2 separate regions of the Rattus norvegicus genome follow, and region 2 is linked to region 1. A link is a contact called in public Hi-C data. All regions are on one chromosome and are shown on one strand. The core of a region is the stretch at or near the end of the contact, and the rest is flanking DNA. Distances in the headings are between cores, read along the strand shown. Region 1 holds the start of Brinp2 (BMP/retinoic acid inducible neural specific 2). Region 2 overlaps Astn1 (astrotactin 1).

Evidence for each region. A called contact is a pair of places that touch in the nucleus more often than the background predicts.
Region 2: a Hi-C map of frontal cortex shows a contact between it and region 1, with 4 times the contacts expected there. The contact joins the enhancer-like site here to the promoter of Brinp2 in region 1. A contact is called at or near these places in 3 of 12 Hi-C or Micro-C datasets (frontal cortex, prefrontal cortex and psoas muscle) and 1 of 1 datasets of contacts at active chromatin or transcription factors (oligodendrocytes).

Annotation. Positions count from the first base shown.
Region 1 is chr13:73,062,871-73,069,570 of GRCr8, reverse strand. Brinp2 (BMP/retinoic acid inducible neural specific 2) reads left to right here and starts at 4,277. Exons shown (of 8, transcript NM_173115.2): 1 at 4,277-5,088.
Region 2 is chr13:73,347,746-73,354,003 of GRCr8, reverse strand. Astn1 (astrotactin 1) reads right to left here. Exons shown (of 23, transcript NM_001170603.2): 17 at 1-23. Among named protein-coding and RNA genes, the nearest start is that of Mir488, 130 kb to the right of the region's middle. Within about 2 kb of position 2,448, at least 4 of the 93 cell types and tissues checked have an H3K27ac peak or open chromatin away from gene starts, as enhancers often do.

The DNA.
Region 1 (6,700 bases), core at 3,028-5,527:
ACTATCAGATTATCTCTTAGCGAATTGGTTTGTTTAACAAATAAAGAAACTAAAACCAATGAAGTAACCGGGGGCCTGATGAGATCAATGTACGAAGAGTGTGTGCAACTCTAAACACGAACAATATTTCTTAGATGACAGCAATTCATTCAGCTAAATGAGCATCCATTATTTTCTGGGCATCCATTAGAGTATGGGCAGAAGGAATATTCTTCCTAGTCCTGAGTAGTACTTACCCTACTATGATTTTTTTAAGTCATCCTAATTTTGAAAAGATCAATTGCTGTGTTTGAAAGCACAAGTGTAGCACTGGAGGGGTGGCTTCCCACAAGTCACTATGGAGTCTTCTTAAAATGCCACAGTTGAGAGTGTTATATATTGACATCTTGAACAGTTTCCACAGAAGAGTTTAACAATCCAGGATAGGGGAACAAAAAGACAATATATTTTGCCAAGGCACGTGGCTTTTATACACAGGGATGTAATCTCATATCTTCCACTTTTCATGAGTTAAATACCTAAAAATGGCGGTAGAAATTGCAGCTCACAGAAACCAGAGTATCTCCTGGGTGATGCTTTACATTTAAGTGAGATGAGAGATGCGGGTGAGTCCCAGTCATCTCTTATGTGTAGAGGTGATGTAGAGGTGAAGCATCATCTTCTGTCAAGGCTTGCCCTCATACCCTCCTTTGGAGGGGAACTTGAACCTTGCCCATCTTTAGTTTCTCATGAGTAGAATAAACTCAATTATCTTTATCCATACCCCATGCTATAGATATTATACCTGCAAGTATCTATATTATTTAAAATATACTACTTAAATATAAACTCACTAAGTATATTAAATAAAATTATTTTAAATAAAATATATTATTTTAAAATACCAAGTTTTGTAAGGTGTGTGACTTTTCCCCTGAGGTCCACTGCTTTATATTTAAATGTCAGTGGTCCCTCTTTGTGACTCTTATACCTTTGGATTGATTTCTTTATAAGCCCATTCTATACCCAAATACCCATGTACCACAATTCTGTGGTTTGGAAATTTAAAGAAGTTTTCATTTCTTACGCTTATTCCCATAGATTGATTGCTCACTGTGCAGTATTTCATTCCTTGATCACACACATACACGCCAATGAAAATGAGTCTGTTTCCCATTCTCACTCCTATGCCCTTCTCTTCAAATGAAACACAGTACCTTTCATTTCTTAGGTTATCCAAACTGCTCAGATAAATCTCCAGTCTCACCTTGGAAATTTCATCATTTCCTGTTCTCATCACTCCATTCCATTCACTGCACATGCATGCACATGTGCACTCCCACAAACACACACACACACACACACACACACAGAGAGAGAGACAGAGACAGAGAATAATGCACACACTTAAATGCATATACACATTCAGTACAGATACTGAAAGCGGTGCCTTGCAGTAAATATTCTTATTCATAGTATTTAAACAATAATACTAATACATAAATAATGCATTATTTGCAGGGAGCCCATGAGAAGGAAATGAGATTATGTACACAAAGGATCTCACACATTCAGACATTTAGTTACTGTTCAGTGATAGCCCTCACCACTGTCCTGTTAGATGATATAACTGTTTCAGACAGAAGTGGGCTTTTGAAACATTGCCAAGAGAATTTCTACACTGTTGGTGTAAAAAGGTAATGTAGTGATTTATACTCCTTGCTCTTTACACAGAAGAAATGACAACATGTGTGCAACAATGATTAAGAGCTGGGACTAACTCAGATGACCATCAGCTTCATGTATTAGTGAGTGAAACAGTATGGAACAGAACCCTGTACTCTAATATTCTATATTTTCAAAACTTAAGAGCAAGTACCATTCTTTGGAAGTTGGTGTCTTAGTTAGGGTTTTATTGCTAAGAATATACAACACAACCAATGTAAATTTTATAAAGGACAGCATTTAATTGGGGCTGGCTTACAGGTTCAGAGGTTCAGTCCATTATCATCAAGGCAGGAGCATGGCAGCATCCAGGCAGGCATGGTGCAGGAGGAGCTGAATTCTACATCTTCACATAAAGGAAGCCAGGAACAGACTGAGCATCCTCAGGCAGCTAGGAGGAGGGTCTCCAAGCCCACCCCACAGTGACACACTTCCTCCAACAAGGCCACACCTCCTAATAGTGCCACTGCCTGGGTTAAGCATATGCAAACCATCACAGTGGGTATTAGGATGGTAGCTCTCTTTGGGTACTTAGAAAATTTACTAAGAAAGAACAAATGTTTGCTTCTTCTAATGTGGGAAATGATGTGAGTAGTAGTTACCTCAACGCACATACTCCCTTCATCAGACGAACATTTGTGGATTTTTTTTAATGTGTGTTTTTCTTCATTAAAATATCATGGGTGATTTAAGAAAACACAGCCAAGTTTCTTGATTTTCATGTGATCGACTGTAGCTTCCCTTGAGAAATTCTGGCACCTTTTTTCTTCCCAGTTACATCTGTTCTACCATTTGTTTATTTCCCCACTCCCTCAAGTTATTTCACGAGAACCTTGACCTTGGGCCAGGCTCTGCGGGCCTCCATCTCTAGGAATCTCGGGAGCAACCAGCTCCAAAATGGGGGAAAAGTTAAACTCTCAGCATGTCACCTAGATATTTCATCTTAGTTGAAGATCTGGGGACTCCGCAGGACCACCATTCTCTGGCATATTTTATAGTTAAGACTCCTACATCATGCAGGAGGAATAACTTGGGCTAGATGCAGAAGAGGAAACAAGTGGAGGTCAGATATGGTAGGAATGGGGGGTTTGTATGTAAGAAACAGTCTCTTGGCTTCCTCACCCATTCAGAGCATCTGGCTAAAGGAGCAGTTTTTATCTAAACCAGATATATCCTACCTCTACCTACATCTAACCTCTGCCCTCTTCTTTTACCTAATTCTTTACAAAACAATCTCTAATGTTGCTCTTGACTCAAGGAAACCAAATGGAGACACTTGTCTCACTCTGCCTATTCTCCTCTCCTCTCTCCCTCCCTCTCTCTCGCATTCATTCATATATATATATATATAGTATATATACACACATATATAGTATATATACACATCCTCATCACGTGACTCAGTGGGCATTCCCCCACATCCCCTTACCAGTTTCAACCTCCAGCTCTTTTGACCTTTCTTTAACATAGCTCTTTCCAAATTTAGTATAGTTCATCAGTTAGTAGGATGTATTTCAGCCTCACGCATATTACAATATCAAAAATATATTATTCACACCCATCCAATTAAAGTTAATATCTTTATCCCTCATTCTCTCCTTTCCCTTTCTCCCTCCCTCACCCACTCCCCAGACTTCCCTTTCGTTTCACAGGCTCAGCAAACAGCACCTGCTTCTCAGAAACAAGGCTTGTCCTGTTCTCCTTTCTCTAGTCTTCCTTTAAAAACCCGAGTCCCTCTTCCTGACAGCCACTGGAGTGAAAGGAGACACACAGAAGGAAAACATCACAGGCAAAACAATTCTCTTTTCTTTTTGGATGCAGGCCATTTCAGAGGTCTCCCCAGAATCCCCAAGTCCTCCTCCCTGATGTTGTCCGGTGTGGGGTGTGAGGTGTCTCAATTTAGCTGTCCAGCGATTCTCTGCCTAGCCATCTTACCGCTGAGGTCCTGTGATCTTTTGCCTCCCTCTTCTCTCTCTCTCTCTCTCTCTCTCTCTCTCTCTCTCTCTCTCTCTCTCTCTCTCTCTCTCTCTCTCTTCCTCTCTCTCTCTCTCTTGCTGTGCGGGCGCTTGCTATTTCTCACTTGGGGGCTTAGTTCTAATTAAGTAATTCAGGAGGTTTAAAAGGCACAGAAAAACTAAATGAAACCTCAAATTAGAAGGAAAATGGCTCAAATGGGTCCCCATCTCTGGGAGTTCTGGTTAAGCAAGCAAACAAAATGGGCTGGGACGAATGATTATTGTAACTCAGAAGACCAAAGCAAATGTAATTAGTTCCCAGTCTACTTCTTGTTCCTCATCCACTGACACTTTCCAACCCTCACTCCCAACCCCACAAGCAGTCGCGAATTTATCCAGTTCTTCCTTATCCTTACTGGGGGGAAAAGTCGCTGCCGCAAAGCTGGGAGGGTTAACAGAGCTGGTACCCCAGCCTGCCAGCTAGCCAAAGGAGATTGCCGGTAGGCCTCAGAACCCGCCCCCTGCCAGGCTTCTCAGCCAATGGGCGCCTGTGGGGAGTATGGCCCGGAGTCCTATTGGCTGCCTACCTACGTGCATAAGAAAGAAGGAGAGAGGCAGGCAGGGCAGCATTGTTATCTTAAGACACTCATCTGGTGTCTGAGTCTGCAGGTGACACTGGTTAGGTACGGAGCGTGAAGTCGGAGTGGGGACGCACCGGGCTGCAGCTCTAGGATGGAATCCGCCTGCCTGCCAAGCGGCTCGCGGCTCAACCCGCAGCGCCTCCTCTGAGCTCGGCGGGTTCCGGAGGACTTGGGAAATGCACCTGCCGCGCGCTCAGAGGACACCAGCAGGTCCTCAGGCAGCCGAAGGAGCCCAGACGCCCGAGGAACCGTTTCTGACCACGTACAAGGCACAGATTTCGGATGACAGGGCGGGTGAGTCTCTTTAGAGTTGGGGGAAAAAAAGGCAAGATCTTTGGTTTCACCTCGGTCGAGGGACAGGGGACTTCTCAGTTGGCCTCCCACTTTCCTCACCTCTCCCACGCCGCGTGCGACCCAGCCTAGCGCTGATCCCACTTCACAGATGCTGTGGGTGCCTGGGATGCTCGCTGCTCCGTGGCAAGGCAGCAGGCAAGTGGTCTAAACGCCGCCGCCGCCGCCGCCGCCACCGCCGCCGCCGCGGCAACAGCAAAGCCCAGAACAGGAGAATTTGAAAAGAGACATCCGTTCCCTCTCACAAGCTGAGGGGGGGAGGCATTCGCATTTCCCCAAAGGAGAAAGAGCCACAAGAAATCATGAAGTAAAAACTTTGGAAGGCTGCCACTGGAGATGTTGCACAAAAACTGGGCGTCTTTTAGGAGTCTCCTCGCAGTCCTTGGTGTTTTGGGGAGCAGCTGATACAGCAAGAAGGGCTCTTACAAGGATTCAAGGTAATCGTGCGGGGAAGGGGGGGTCTGTATCCCCTGGGTTTTCTGTGTCACCTTTCGTTGTAATTTTGATGAGTCCTCATTCAACCCTCTTGTCTGGTGCCTGGCAATTGCAAGCAAAAAGGAATAACTCCCATTCCATCCCCTAGTTTCTGTCAGGTGGAGCTTAACAGTGGACTTTGCGTTTGAGCTGAGTCTGGAATTGCCTCCTGGTGTCGCATGGCTGTCACAGAGCTTGGGCACTCTGCCTGACCCATATTGTTTTTTGCCTGGTTTAAGTCCTTAAAGTTAGTGCAACTCCCATTAGCTTTGGAAAATTCATTCGGGCTCCATAATTGCAGAGGATGACAAGGACCTTTGCTTGCCTAGCTGATGCTGGACAGAGCTGCACAAGGTTCACTGTGTTTGGGGAGGACCCTAAAGACCTAACATTGTATTGTGCAATACAGCTGTATTCACATGGTCATAAAGCCCTGTAGCATGCTTTAGAGGCCAGTTTATTTCTTCTATGAACATATAATGAGGGACCAAAATAATTCCTCGGAGTGAATCCCGTAGTCTCCTTTGGGTGATAGAACAGAAACCCCAATCGATTGAGTCAAACCTGGTAGTGCACTGGAGACACTACAGGGGGTGGGGGGGATATTGCTGTGCCGAAGGGAAGGGTCTGCTGAGACCATCAGATTGTTAGATTGTTTCCCTGTTCATACACAGGCGTGTGTGTGTGTGTGTGTGTGTGTGTGTGTGTGTGTGTGTGTGTGTGTTTTCACAGCTGTACGAAGAAAGCTGAAACTGGCTGCTCACAGAAACACTAAGCATCTCTGCCTAGACCTTCTCGGGCCATGATGCCTGGAGTGTCCCTGCCCAGTAGGAGGATGAACTTGTGCACTGCTATTTTAGCCCAGAGGAGTTCTCTCTTTACCAAGCAGTCTTTCTGCACAGTACATATTTATCCAGGGTACATAGACTTAAGCCAAATATTAACTAACAATCAACTGGATGCACTGTAATGTGATTGAGCAGACCTTTCTGGAAAGAACCATATGTATGCTTTCCCCTGTCCTGGGAGCAGGTTGCCCTGAGTAGGAACAAATGTGCTAAGAGAATATCAATTATAAAATAAAACCCGAACCTTATCCAAAAGGGCCAGTGATATTTTAGCATAGGCCAATAAGGTGAATTAAACGTATGCTATGAGTCAAGTATTTTGTCCCAGGTCTTCTCTAGACACATGCATGTTGATTCCTTTCCTTTCCTCACCCCCTGTCCAGGCTCTTGGAAGATATGCGATGCCAGTATTAACCAGGCAGCTATAGGATTCTACTAGATCCCCTGGGGGGCAGTCTGATGACATCAGGCAACAGCTAAAGTGATGCTGGAGTCTATGTGTTTTTCCCTCTTGATTTTGCACAGTTGTATGCATGTTTTTTTGTTTATGACATGGCCCTCTAGAGTTCCTTCTCACCTGGAATGAGTTGCTATGTAGCTCGGAGAGCATGACCAAGCAATGCTGCCACAGTGATCTCTCTTACCAGTACCATAGCTGCTATCCACTCTGGGAAAAGATGCATGCTTTTTGCTTCTGTCAGAAAAGACAGGATTTGAAAAGATGCCG
Region 2 (6,258 bases), core at 1,199-3,698, 290 kb before region 1:
TGACTCATCAGATGGGGAGTTGCCTGCCAGACAGGAGAAAAAGAAACAGTGATGGGGGGCAAGATAGCAAGGACTGCCATGACTTGGTGGCTCCTGAGTTCTGAGGTCTAACCTTGAGAAGTTGGAAAGTGTCACTAAGGGAGTAAGACTGTGACTCTGTCATTCTACTTAATTAGGGGCAAGCATCTTCCCGGTGACATACAGAGTTGGAAATAGCCTTTCAAATATAACAGGTTGTTTCTCTTCTGAGAATCATTGACTCCACTCATGCACTCAGAGGGATGTGTCTGCAGTAAGTCTGTTTCCCAGAAAGCAGATGATAGCAACAGTGACCGCTCTATGCCTTGGCTTCTTCATAGCTCCCACCTCTAGTGTTATCAAATGAATGCATAAAAAAATGGTTTGAAGACACACATATGGTTTCTAACATGCAGGAAGCACTCAGCAACACAATCTTGGTCATAATTACAGCTGAGGTTTATGGAGCCTTCCTATGGCATTGGGGTTGACTCAAGATCTCCTTCAGCCATTACATAACCATTGCCAACAGTCTACCATTCTACCCATTTCTACATATCAAGAAAGGGCAATATCATCAAGGTCCCAAAGATAGTGGATTGTGAAACTTGGTATTTGAAACCAATGCTGAGTCCAAAGTGTTTAAGTCATACAGCAAGACCAGCATTGCTTGTCTGTATAAATAACTCACGTGTTGAGAATGCAGAGGAAAGTTTGGCTTTTTCAAAAAGATTTTTCTTTTCACTGTTGTTTGCCACTTAGGAGTTAGCTACACAAATTCTTGATCTATTTTCAGTGACAAACATGAGAAGAGCCTACTAGAGAATAATGGTTTGTTCCCCACACAAGAAAGCACCATTTGCTCTCTCTTCCTTCAGCCCTCCTGTTTTTCCATTTTACTCATTAGCTGTAAAGGACTCTGTGGACAGAACCCTCCAGATTCTCAAGCTATTTTCTGACAGTTGGTGTCCCAAGCAGGAAATGATTTTGGAGAGACTTCTGTGCCTTCGGAGGTGGTGGGTACACAGAATGTTCCGGTCTCCAGTGGGTGCGCTAAGAATGCCATACTTGATGGGATGCAGTGTGAACTGGTTGAAAGGCCTTGCAAAGTGGTTCCGGGAGGTGATTGGGAGATACGACTCACTGACTTAGAAAAGCAAATGTTCACTCCTCTGGGGTATGGGGAGCACACTCTAAGCCCTCTCTTACTTGCTGTGTAATGTGGGTCCATGTGGTGAGGTTCTCACTGTTCTGGATTCCCAAATAAAGAGCATTATGTGAATGAGACACGGCCAATCCTGACAGGTGCCATCTCTTGTGTCTGAAGGCACAGGATACACTCAGTGACTACGGGAGTCAGTCTATTTAACATTTATATTTACTGAATCATAGATTCAGGATTGCATTCCAGTCCCTCCTGGATTGTAGGAAAACTAGACAATGCTGCTCGCGCACGCACACACACGCGCGTGCGCGCACACACACACACACACACACACACACACACACACACACACACACACACACTAAAAGTCAAAGATTATGACATCAAACAGAGCCCAGACTAACCAACCTCAAATCACTTCACCCACAGGTTCATCTTTATAATTATTTAGGCTTCTGCATCTCAGCCATGGTTCTGAACTTTACCTTATGCTGAGAATGGATTGCTAGCAGTATTTGAAAAGCCCATAGACTAGCCAAGGCTTTCTATACCCCATTTTTGATCTAATTTCTTGACTTCTTCAGACTGCTGAGTGACTGGTTAAATAGGTGGAGGCAGAGTGATCTTTGGGCAGTATCTGGTGTCTGTGCAGTCTTCTTGAGGTTGGGAGCCTTTTTCTCTTTGGCTCTAATCACATTATCGCCAGAGACATTTCTGTAGGGAGCCACAGCCCTCCTTTGTTGAGACTCCATTCTGAACACTTGCGTATCTACAATATGACCACTAGATGGTGGTAGTTGATCGAAAATGACAATATTCCATGCCGTGAGACCAGGCTAGAGAAAATAAATTTTCAGGATTCTAAGGATTATGTGGTGTCTCGATATTCTAATGGCTCTTTTTTCCTAATATACAATAAAAACTAAAAAGCAAAACAATTACAAATTATGTACCTCATACCTCTATGAGGAAAATATGAAAACCAGGCGACAATGACAGAATAATTGAAAGAAAGCTCACAGGAGAGTTTTAAAAGAATCCTCCCCCAATATCCTTAATTTTGAGTAAAAGTTACTTCAAATGTGAAGTAATAGGCCAACATGTTTTTCTCTTACCTTTCAACAAACTTTCCTAGGTCGCTATCTAGATGAATTGTACTGAAATATACCACCAGAGGGCACTGTAACGTGAGTGCTGTGTGGCGTTAACGTTCCTGCCCTCCAGCTGGCCATCATTAAAGCTTGTAATTGCTGTGAACAAGAGGGGCTGCTCCCCTTGTTGCTGTCTTCTGGCAATGCCAATTAAAATCAAGATGCAGTTAATCCCTGTCAATACCCATCCACCCTACATTCTTGGCAAGATTAAAGAGTACAGAAGGATGGCTGAGGAAAGCATATAGCCGGAAGTGATAGGTGTTCCAAATGCTCCTGCTTGCTTTTATCTTCCGGACCTTATTCTTCCCCATATCGGGTCTACATATCAGGTCCCTGCTGGAGGCCAAGGCCAAGGCCATATACCTAGCTAACACCATGCTCACATGAGATGGAACTATCTAGAAAGAGGCTGGATTTATACAGAGCAATGAACAGTGAGCTCCCCAAAGCCATCTATTCAGTCTCCAGCCAAGAATAGACATGGGCACGAGAGAGATTTTTCAAAGAGAAAATCCATTTTCTATGCGCAGCTAAAGATACAATTGGGAAATGGTCCTTAAAGTGATGGGGTCCATCGCTGAAGGCCCACATAAATCTCCCTTACCCCAAAGACAGTGCCACCATTTGCTGCATGGGAATGAATAACTCAGATCCAAAACTCTTCAGGAGAGTCTGCTGTCTGCTGGTGAAAAGGTGGGAAGAGGGAAAGCCACTTTATCTCCTATGACCCAGTGGTCTCCTCTTTGTATTGGCTACTCCTATTGCAGTCCTTGAAACTTTTCACCATCCTATGGCACCTACGTAAAGATGCTCCTGGAATCTGAAACACCGTGATGCTTCGAGAGTACATATCTACTTCAGTAGATACACGGTCTTTGAACAAAAGAAATAATCTATAGTTAAGGTCTTGAAAGATGATGACCGGCAAGTGTGTCAGCTGATAAAAACCAAACAAACAAAAACCAAACCAAAACAAAACAAAACAACACACTCGTGGTCCTCACCACTGGTTTTGCAGAATCCACACTTTTGTTCTCAGGGAGGTCTTCCTGTCTGGCTGTGACACTTAGCTTTCTTACAAGTGGAGGAATATTCAACCTGGAATGTAGCTAACTACCGTAAAGCTGCAAAGCACTTTGCAAAAACAGTTTGCTATAAATAAGTGCCATTTGCTTTAGGCTAAATCTGTATCCTCCAGCACATAGTGGATGAGTTTCCCCAATAGAATACCATGGTATGAGAATACTGCCATCCTTAATGCTCAGAATCTCATTGTATGTGTGTGTGCCCATGGCCTTAGGCATGGACATATTGACCCACCTCAATTCAGGGGCATATTACAATGAAGAGAGTGACCCAGCCATTCTCATGCAGGCTCTGCTCTGCCTGTGTGAACTCACAGGTCACAAAGGTGAATTACTTGTTGTGAAGTAAATTGGTACAATTCCTGTAGGATTCTGAGAACTGCTTAAAAATCTCTCTCCTGAGCTGGTGCCTGAGGCAACGAGATGCAAATGACATCACAGCTAGGACTACACAGGCAGTTCATTAGGCAGCAAAGAAATCAAATGCAAACTAATCAGATCACAGCTTTGGGGGATAGCTTCAGATGCTCGCTAAGAAAGGTTGACATGGGCCAATGAACTACAGATCGACAAGATGTACTGGAAGACTGCCCACCCACAGCCAGTACCCAACCTTTACCCGATCGACTGTGTGAGCCATGATTCCAAGTGATCCAAGCCACGATTCTGACGCGCATCGCCCTCATCTCAGGTCTTCCAAGTAGAGGAACCCAACCTGGCATGTCATTAACAACCCTAAAATAGGTTCCAGTCAGTCTCTTCAAGTGGTTAATATCTTTGAAAATAGTTTTGAGGTCTGTTGGGACTTGAACTGAAACTTGACTTATGCCATGAGCACCTATTCTCTGAGATTCCAATCTTACCTACGAAGGACATACACTGAGCACTTACTAGGGTGCCAGATGCCTGGTCACAGCGGCCCGAAGTCAGGAACGGTGCATTCTCACCTTTGTTCCCTTAGTTGATCTATTGTCTGTGTCTCTATGCATATCTATCTGTAGCTAGATCTATCATGCTCTCATCTGTCTCTTCATTCCTTGTGTATCCTGGGATAATTATCCTAAGCTCTAAGCATAGGTGTGAATAGTTACAAAACGTCAAGCTTAAAGAACAGAAGCAAAACATTTGCTAAACAGTTCTCCTGTCCCTCACAAAATTCTCTAAGAATCAAGTAGAAAGGGCAAGGCATTGCTGAGGGGATGCTGACTCTGTGACTCTAGCCAAATGCTTTTCCCTAAGTAGCAGTGTCTTAGGTGCCTGTTAGGGCATCCACTGGTACAGGTTACATGATGTCATACCCACGGTCCCTCTATTTGTGGCCACCGTCTCCTCCACACTCTCTTGGCAGCCTCTTCCTCCTCTTGCACATCTCAGCTCAACAGAAGGGACAGATGATGCCCCAGTTGCTGAAACAGCTCATCTCAAATTCCCTATACTTTACTTTCCCTCTCCCTCCCTCCTCCCCCTCCCTCTCCCTTCCTCCTTCTCCTCCTCCTTCTTCTTCTTCCTCTCTCTCTCTCTCTCTCTCTCTCTCTCTCTCTCTCTCTCTTTCTCTCTCTCATTTAATCTTAAATTAAATTCTCTTCCCAACCTATATCCTTTTCTCCATGTTCATTATAGTGAAAGGGAATTAGCAGTTTCCCACTCCATGGATGGCCTCAGTTGTTGGACTTTTTCTTTATCTCTTGTCAGCTGGATGACTTAGGACAGGCTGCATGGCCTTCTAGAGTCTAGAATTCCTTTTATGAAAAGTAGAAATGTCTAGGCTGATGGATACTTCACCAATACGACATACAACACAACTGAGCATGGTGATACATGCCTGAAATCCCAGCACTTGGGGGGCAGAGGCAGTAAGATCAGAAGTTTAGAGCTATTCTTTGGTACAGATGAGTACAAGAATCTGTCTCAAAACACCAAAACAAAACAAGCAAAACTGTTAATCACAAAGTTAATCTTGAAAAGTCCTCAGGACACAGCAAATGTTCTGTCAATTTATTTACTCTGACCCTGCTTGTTCACTTACCCTGTTCTGCCTGCAACCAACATCACAATATGCTGAGTACCGTGAAGGACAATGCCTTGCTCTCTAATACAATACCTCACAGAGCCCAAAACAAATATTTATTGAATGACAAGAGTGTTGATTGAATAATAAAACCTTTTCCAATGAATTGTATATAAAGTGATTATGTTCTGTCTTCTTCCAATGCCAACTAGACAGCTGAGCTTTAATTAACTTGGAGCACTGTTGTCCTAGGTTCATTTGGAATGTTCTAGATTTGACTGAACAGTGGAGGAACTGAGTGGTTTCCATTCCTCTCAGGTATAAAGGATTTTTCAGAGCCAACTCAGTTACAGAGACTTAGGTAAATATCATAGAAATTTCATTCTGCAAAATTTTAAACTGTACATTTCATATCCATATGGATATTGAGTAATTTATTTACTGGAAATGTGAGGATTTAGGCTTAAGAATGGGAATATGCAGAGCAGTCAGCTGTGGTGCTGAGGGACAGCAGTTGGAAAATGTGGTTAGAAAATCTGAGGAAGTTGTCTCAAATAATGTCTTCATGTAGCAAAAAGATCAGGACTGATGGCCCAGGGCCCAGCAGAATGTAGGCAAGGCCTGTATAGCATGGAAAACACCAGTAGGGGAGGGGAAGGGAAGGGAGTTCTGGATAGATCTGGGGAACAGAGGCGTTCCAGGGAGACTGGGAGTTTGGCCTTACATGTGTTTCTTCACCAGCACTGAGAAGTAACTGGACTCTAAGGGCTGACATAAGGAAGGGAGACACCTGGAGAACTACCTTCTACAGCGTCCCCAATCTCCCAG